2 separate regions of the Ovis aries genome follow, and region 2 is linked to region 1. A link is a contact called in public Hi-C data. All regions are on one chromosome and are shown on one strand. Each heading gives the region's core, a stretch centred on a gene start, on an enhancer-like site or on the middle of the called end of the contact. The rest is flanking DNA. Distances are from core to core; before and after follow the strand shown. Region 1 holds the start of SMAD6 (SMAD family member 6). Region 2 has its middle 25 kb from the start of TRNAS-GGA.

What was found. A called contact is a pair of places that touch in the nucleus more often than the background predicts.
Region 2: a contact with region 1 is called in a Hi-C map of hypothalamus, with 2.4 times the contacts expected there. The contact joins the enhancer-like site here to the promoter of SMAD6 in region 1. A contact is called at or near these places in 8 of 16 Hi-C or Micro-C datasets (hypothalamus, mesenteric adipose tissue, muscle and 4 more).

The regions. Positions count from the first base shown.
Region 1 is chr7:13,511,107-13,515,189 of ARS-UI_Ramb_v3.0, forward strand. SMAD6 (SMAD family member 6) reads left to right here and starts at 1,920. Exons shown (of 2, transcript XM_042252070.2): 1 at 1,920-3,801. The coding sequence starts at 2,985. LOC121819944 (a long non-coding RNA gene) reads right to left here and starts at 1,429. Exons shown (of 3, transcript XR_006060305.2): 1 at 1,333-1,429.
Region 2 is chr7:13,641,598-13,645,680 of ARS-UI_Ramb_v3.0, forward strand. No RefSeq gene overlaps it. Among named protein-coding and RNA genes, the nearest start is that of TRNAS-GGA, 25 kb to the right of the region's middle. Within about 2 kb of position 1,989, at least 28 of the 54 cell types and tissues checked have an H3K27ac peak or open chromatin away from gene starts, as enhancers often do. A contact at or near this core is called in hypothalamus and tail adipose tissue, where this site is marked.

The DNA.
Region 1 (4,083 bases), core at 670-3,169:
GTTTACTTACCTGTGAAATGGAGGTAATAGTATCTATCAGGGCTGTTGTGAGAATGACTAAAATCTCTGTAATGCTTGAAACATGGCCTTGCCCACAGTAAGCACAAGCTATTATTATAACCCACAGTCAAACCAGCGGATACCCTGATAAAACACTTCACATTAAATTTCTTCTCCTATTTTAAGACGCACTAATTTCCCCAGGGGACAGAAGTGACTGAAAAGAGGCCTCAAGGTCCGTTGTCCTCTCCGTATTGCTTACACTGGTGTTTTGTTCACTTGTGAAAATTCACCGTTTGCTTGCGATTTGTACACTTTCCATGCACTTATCTCATAGGGGCTTCATGGTCCCGTGAAAACGCAGGACAGGCATCATCATCTCCGTTTTTCAAACGAGAAAATGAGGCCAAGACAGCTATTCTGTCTTGGCTAACGCAGAAGGGGATGCGGGTGAGGAAGCTTCTAAGCCCGACCCTCCATTCGCCAGAGTAACCGCCTCTCCCAGAGGGCGCAGACTGAACAGTACCTGGTCCAGGTAAAGCTCAGCAAAGGGTGAGCCCATCCGGCAAACACTGCCCTCCCCCCAGCGCACACTTAAGTCGGGGCGGCCCCGGGGACTCGCACTGCGGTTGCCTCACACGGCCAGCCCCACACGTGGGAACCCACACGAGAACCGCGCGCCGGCGCCCCCTTCGCCCCCGCGGGGGAATGGCGCCCAGCCTCGGGCCAATGAGAGTAGCGGAATTTATTTCATTCAGTGCGGGGCCGGGCTCTTGCCCGGAAAGGGGCGGGGCGCCACGCCGGGGGCGGTGCCGCCGCGCGCCCGGGAGAGGGCGGCGCCCGCCCCGTGGCCGGGCCAATCGGCGCCGCGCCCGGAGAGGGAGGGGGGACCAGGCCTTTTTTCCCTCCGCGCGGGGCCAATCCCGACTTTACAAGCTTGAACTTTTGCCACCCTCGGACGAGAGAGCGCGCCCGAGGAGGTACCCCGCCGCGCCGGCTCCAGGGGCAAGAGCGGCCTTAACCCTTCCCGCGCCAGGCGGTCCGCTGCTGCCACCGCGCCCCCACCAGCTTGCCCGGGATCAGAAGGGATCTGGCCCCCAACCCACCCCCATTTCCGTGGTGAAACGTCGCTGGGGAAATCACGAGCCCTACCCACACCCCTCTTTGTGGTGCAGAGAATAAACTGGAGAAGGAAAGCGGGTGGAGAAGTCACCCAGCCTCGAGGGGGCCCGGACGGCTGGCGGCCCGCCTAGCTCTGAGGGAAAGACTTGGCGACCGAAAGGAGCCCGAGAGACGTTCCCCGCCGCCACCCCACCCTCCGTAACTCCTTACCTCGAGCAAGCCTAGAGTCCCTCTGCGTGAGGTATCCCACGCCACCCGACTGGCCCAGCAGACTACCCCCGACTTTGAGCAGGGGTGTGGAAACCTCGTGCTATCACGTTAGATCCCGCCACCCCAACAAATCAGCCGCCCCCTACTGCCAAAAACGTAAGCCAGGAAAGCACACACGCACACCCATTTTTATTAGCCTTCCCTGGGATAGGGGTTTGTACCAATTCTAAAGTGCAACGTGTGTTTGAAGTTTGTGCACAAGCCAAGGAGAGGCCAAGCGCCCCGTTTGCGTCCGAGTCTCAGTGGGTCCACCAAACTCTCGCGCAGCCAGCCTGCCCGTGGTTTGTGTAACCGTGTGTGTGAGTGTGTGCGCGCGCGCGCGCTCGCATCTGTGCCCGCGGCGCACGCGAGCCAGAGAGCCGGCCGTGGGCGCTGTCAGGCCCTGGGCGGGGGAGGGGGGTGGTGCTGGGGCAAGCGTGGGGCGGGGGCCGGGGCTCGGCCCGCCCCGGGAGCCGGCCCCTTGGAGCCTCGGGCCCTGCAATGGGACGTGTTCTCCTTTAAGAGTTAAGAAACTTGAAACCTTGTTTGCGCAACAATCAGCGCCGCGGAGCCGCCAAAGTGTCTAGACTGGCATATGATGGGAGGCAGCCAATGACTCCGCGGCGCTCCTCCGGGGGCCCTCAGTGTGCGTTTGAGGAGAACAAAAAAGAGAGAGAGAGAGCCGAGTGGGGGAGCGAGCGAGGGAGTCGAGCCGAGAGAAAGAGCCGCCGGGCGCTGCCTCGCCAGACCTCGCCGGGACCGCGGGGCCACCGGGAGCCACTTTTTGTGGAGGGGGAGGGGGGCGACCTCTGCAGCCGCAGCGTCCTGGGCGTCCGAATGCGGCGTGGGGCGGGCTATGACCTCTGCCTCGGTGGATTGCATTTTAATTAAGGATTCCCAGCAGCTCTTTGGGATTTTTACAGTTTCCACTCATGTGTTGACACCGCGTTCAGGAGAAATTCGCTCCAAGTGCATCTAGCGCCTGGGACCTGAGACAGAGTTGGCCTTTCGTGCATGCAATTACAGGGATTTTGGTTTTGTTTGGGGTTCTTTTTCTTCCTTTCCTTTTTTTCCCCCCTTTTCTTTTTGCAGGGAGTAAGAAGGAAGCCGAGGGTATCATCAACAAGCCTGCCTTTCGGATCCTGCAGGAAAAACCCATGTAGTGAAGCGCTTGGGTTTTAAAGGCAGGGCTTTCCAGACACATTTGGGGAGTTCAGCTCGAGTGCTTTGTGCTCATGGACCAGCCGCGCAACTTTTGAAGGCTCGCCGGCCCATGCGGGGTCTTTCTGGCGGCGCGCCGCCTGCAGTCCCTCTAAAGCGCCGGGGCTGGAGTTGCTGAGCCTCCCGGCCGCCGGGGTCCATGTAGCCGCGGGCCGGGCGCGGACTGCGGATCGGCGTGCGCGCGTTCCCCGCCGTCCAGCCCTGGCGAGCTCCCTCATGTTGCAGCCTTGCGGTGCCCCTTCGACGACAGGCTGTGCGCGGTTTGCACGGCGCCCTGCGGCAGAGCTTCATGTGGGGCTGCGGCCCGCGCAGCCGGCGCCTCGCTGAGGAAACGGACCCCCGGTAACCGGAGACCGCCTCCCCCCCCCTCCCCCGGCGCCAAAGGATATCGTATGTTCAGGTCCAAACGCTCGGGGCTGGTGCGGCGACTTTGGCGAAGTCGTGTGGTCCCCGACCGGGAGGAAGGCGGCGGCAGCGGCGGCGGCGGTGGCGACGAGGATGGGAGCGTGGGCAGCCGAGCTGAGCCGGCCGCGCGGGCACGAGAAGGCGGAGGCTGTGGCCGCCCCGAAGTCCGCCCGGTAGCCCTGCGGCGGCCCCGGGACGCGGTGGGACAGCGAGGCGCCCAAGGCGCTGGGAGACGCCGGCGCTCAGGGGGCCCCCCGAGGCCCATGTCCGAGCCGGGGGCCGGCTCTGGGGGCTCCTCGCTGGACGTGGGGGAGCCGGGAGGCCAGGGCTGGCTGCCCGAAAGTGACTGCGAGACGGTGACCTGCTGTCTCTTCTCGGAGCGGGACGCCGCCGGAGCTCCCCGAGAAGCCGGCGAACCCCTGGTCGGGGCGGCCCAGGAGCCGGAGGGCGGCGGGCGGAGTCGCGAAGCCCGCTCGCGGCTGCTGCTGCTGGAGCAGGAACTCAAGACGGTCACGTACTCGCTGCTGAAGCGGCTCAAGGAGCGCTCGCTGGACACGCTGCTGGAGGCGGTGGAGTCCCGCGGCGGCGTGCCGGGCGGCTGCGTGCTGGTGCCGCGCGCCGACCTCCGCCTGGGCGGCCAACCCGCGCCGCCGCAGCTGCTGCTCGGACGCCTCTTCCGCTGGCCCGACCTGCAGCACGCCGTGGAGCTCAAGCCCCTGTGCGGCTGCCACAGCTTCGCCGCCGCCGCCGACGGCCCCACCGTGTGCTGCAACCCCTACCATTTCAGCCGGCTCTGCGGGCCAGGTGAGCACGCCGCGCCCTGCGGGTCCTCGCGGTTCCCGTCCAGCCGCCTTCCGTGGCCTTCTCTCTCCCCTTGACTCTCGGGAGGGAGGGCGAAGCTGCGGGTGTTCCCCCGGGTGCCCCGGAGCGTGGGAGTTCCCAATGGAGGCGCCTCATCCTGGCAGCAAAACCGGGTAGTGGGTATGTGGGCGCACACATCAAACGGCAACTCTATCTAAGGCTTCAGCAAACTCAGACTGGCGCCCTGCCGTCCATGGGGTCGCGAAGAGTCGGACACGACTTGGC
Region 2 (4,083 bases), core at 739-3,238, 130 kb after region 1:
TCTAGTTCCCTGACCAGGGATTGGTCCCCGGCCCCCTGCTTTGGGAACACGGAGTCTTAGCCATTGGTCCACCAGGGAAGTCCCCTCCCATCCTTCTTTGCTCCCCTCCCAAACCACTGCTCCCAACGTCCCTTAAGGTAACATCTAACCTCCCTGCCATGGCCCCTAAGACCCTTTATGATCTAATCCTGATCACCTCTCTAGTCTTACCACACATGTTGTGAGCTCTACAGCCAGACAGCATTGCTCTGGCATCCTGTCTTTTCCAGGGACTTGTCCTAAGGTCAGAGTGAAAGGTGAGAGATGTGCTAAGTCCAAATGACCCTTGAAAATTCCTTAAATGCCCATAGGTACAGTATCCAGACCTAGAACTTCTCAGTGAGAAAAGCACAAAACAGGTTTCCTCCAGTGTAGGAAAAGGTGGCTATATCTTCACTTGAGCATCAGATAACATAGCTGGCTTATGTTTACGGGCCTCATGAGACCCAAAATATGTGTCTTTTATTAGTTTCACATTCAAAATTAAACATTCATTGATTCTCCTTCTGTACTCCCAGTTCTTATAACATGCGCTGCCTCTTACCTCCAAGCCTTTGCACATGCTGTTCCTTCCACCACCCTACCCTTCCTGTCACCAGCTCCACTTGGCCTGGCCAATCCTCATTCCTCTTTCAAACCTCTGTGCAAGTGGCACTTCCTCAGGGAAGCCTTCCCTAACTACCCAGCCCCCTCTTTTCTGGGCAAGCAGAGTACCCTGAAACTCCTCTGTTCTGTCCCAGCACACCTCCCATTATACAGTCAGCCCTCCCCCTATCTGTGGCGTGTCCATCTGCAATTCAATCAACCCTGAATGGAAAGTATTTGGGAAGAAAACCCAGAAAGTTCTAAAAAGCAAAACTTGAATTTGGTGCTGGCTGGGCAACTATTTACATAGCATTTACATTATATTTACAACTATTTACATGTCATTTACTCAGCATTGCATTAGGTACTATAAGTAATCTAGAGATGACTTAAAGAAGACAGGAGGATGGAGGAGGAAATGGCAGCCAGCTCCAGTATTCTTGCCTGGGAAATCCCATGGACAGAGAAGTCTGGCTGGCTACAGTCCGTGGGGTGGCAAAAGACTTCAGTTCAGTTCAGTTGCTCAGTCGTGTCCGACTCCTTGTGACCCCTTGAATCGCAGCTCGCCAGGCCTCCCTGTCCATCACCAACTCCCGGAGTTCACTCAGACTCAGGTCCATCGAGTCAGTGATGCCATCCAGCCATCTCATCCTCTGTCCTCCCCTTCTTCTCCTGCCCCTAATCCCTCCCAGCATCAGAGTCTTTTCCAGTGAGTCAACTCTTCGAATGAGGTGTCCGAAGTACTGGAGTTTCAGCTTTAGCATCATTATGGCTAAACAACAATACCGGAAGATGCCGGTTTGTTATACGTAAATACTATCCTACCTTAAATAAGGCACTTAAGCACCTCTGGATTTTGGTAACAGCGGGGATTCTGGAACCCACGCCCCGGCCTCCCCAGGGTGCGATGATTGTACATTTCTGCATGGCGGCTTGTGGGTCTTTCCTACCAAGGTCTTCCTCTCTTCTCTTTAATGCTAGATCCCCGGCGCCCAGCACAGAATTGGGCGGACAAGTGGTGCCCACTACGCGCTCATGGAATGAACTGGCCCATGAGGGAACTGTGGCCGCGGTGAGGGATTCCTTTGCCTGCATCCGCCAGCATCCTGGGGAGGGCAGGAAGGGGCCAGGGAGCGCTGCGGGGGCCTCTCCGCCCCGTCGTCCTCCCAGACCCTTTCCCTGCCCAACAGGGCGCCACTGGCCTGTCCCACACCCTCTCTGCCGCCTGCCCAGTGACCTAATTATTGTTTTTGCTTCCAGCCCCGCGGAGGGGAAAACAGAAATTCCTGGTGGATGACACAGGCCCGGCGGCCGCCTGAGAGCCGAGCACGGGACCGGCTGGGCCGGCTTCGCCCGCCCTGAACCCGCCGCCCGCCCCGCCACCAGGGCCGCGGGAACCCGTCATCAGCCTAAGTACAGAGCGGGCGGCGGGGCGGGCGGCCGGGAAATTGCCGGTTCCCGCTGACCCGCGGGGCCTGCGGGCGCCCGGAGTCTGGGGGCCCGGGGCGGGCAGGCAGGGGGAGCCTGGGGGGCACGAGTGAGCATCCCGGCTGGGCTGGCGCGTCCTCGCCGTCCGCCACCCGGCCGCCCCGGGAGGGGGAAGGATGGGGATCGCAGGGGCCGCGCTCGGGCCCCAGCGGGTGGCGGGAGGCGCCGGCGCGGGGGCGGGAGGGGAGGAATTCGGGCGGCTAGGCCCTGGGTGCGGCCCGGCGCGAGGCCAGGGCCCCGTGTCGCACAGCGCAACCCAGAGTGTGCGCTGCGAGCGCTTGTGTGTGGGGGCGGGGTGTTGCCACCCCTTCCCTTTCTGGTCGCTAACCCCCACTCTTACAAGGAACTCGGCTCACGGCCAGACTCATGGGGTCGTGCATTCCCACCCCGATGACTGCTTCATTTGCCGTGTGTCATCTGTGGGCCCTTGATGCTGGAGGGAGCCTCAGTTCCCCCATCTGTGAAATGGGTTAACAACTAGGGATGGCTGCGAGGTGCGTGGTTGCACCCTCTTCTCTCCGCCTAGCAGATAAGAGCTGCTCCACTTTCTTTCGATTGTTAGGGGACAAAGCACTCGGTCTCTCAGAGCCTTCTCTCAACTAATAGGAATTGAACTCCTACCCTGTGCCAAGTGGTCTTAGGCTTTGGGGTTATAATGATGAGCAAGAGGGAGAAAATTTTACATTCTCAGAGGAGAAAAACAACAAGTAAATAATACATGGACATTCACATCAGATAAGATAATCCTTCGGGTGGTGACAGGTGCTACTATAAAGGGCTTCAGAGGGTGAGAAGAACTGTTCTGTTTAGGCTCAGTGGTCCTGGAACGAATGTCTTCGTGAGCAACTGCCCTTTGAGCTGAGATCTGAGTGAAGAGTGAGGTACTTATCTGTGGGAAGGCTTTTTGGATAAAGCAAACAGCGGGTACCAAGGCCGGGACTCCCCTACTCACTCCTTGTTGGCAGAATCCACCTCTCAGGTTCCTGGGCTCCCGAAGCATAAAGTCACTCCCTTTTGTCCCTCAGTCCGCAGGCAGGAAGCATAAAGAACAGATCTGGAGTCCGACAGACCTAGTTTTAAATCCTGGCCCCACTACTCACAGCTGTGTGACTTTGCATAAGTCACTTAACGTCTCTGAGCGGTAGTTCTTCCATCTGTCAAATAAGGAGAAAAATGGTGCCTTCTTTACAGGCTTGCGTGCGGGGTCAGTGAGGTAACCCTGACATGTGGCAAGCCCAGGCTTGGGTGTACCTATGTGCTTGAATGAATGATCTGTGGGATCCCTAGAAAAACCTCAGTTTTCTTCATCTGAAAATTGGATCTTTCTCTGACTTGGGCTGGTCTTTTCCTGGTCTTGGTGGTAATGGGGAGATGTGGTAAAATTGTGAGCGGCATGGGCAAACTCTTGGGGACAGTGCCTAGCTGCGGTCTGGTGTTGGTCACCTTCTGAGACTCAGAGCCTTGTTTTCAGAGAGAGAAGCCAACCACAGCTCCCCCACCCACATTATCCAAAGCGTACCCAGGCATTCAGTGGGGTTCAGAGAGGAAACCTCTAGCAAGTCTAGGTCAGAGCAAAGCTATGGCATTGGCAAAGTTTGTATCTGATGTCATCACCCTCTTCCCGTGGCTCCCTCTCCCTATATCCCTGGATAAATTTGTCCTTCCTTTGGGAAGAACAGAAGCTCAGTCATACCCGAGGGAAGATTTCAGTCTTTGGAGATCGTTCTCATTTGACATGTGGGAATCTGAAGCCCAGAGGGGCCAAGAGCTGGCTAGAGAACACACAGCAGTCCTGAGGTATGAGAGCTCACACCAGCAGATGTTTGATCCAGAGTTGTTTTCTTTACTTTACTAAATGGACAAATTCCACCCCTTTTACAGAAGGAAGAAACTGAGGCCCAGGGTGGTAATATGAATCAGCAGAGGCTTCCCAGACCAGCAAGTGGCAGTGAGGAATGGAGAATATATTCC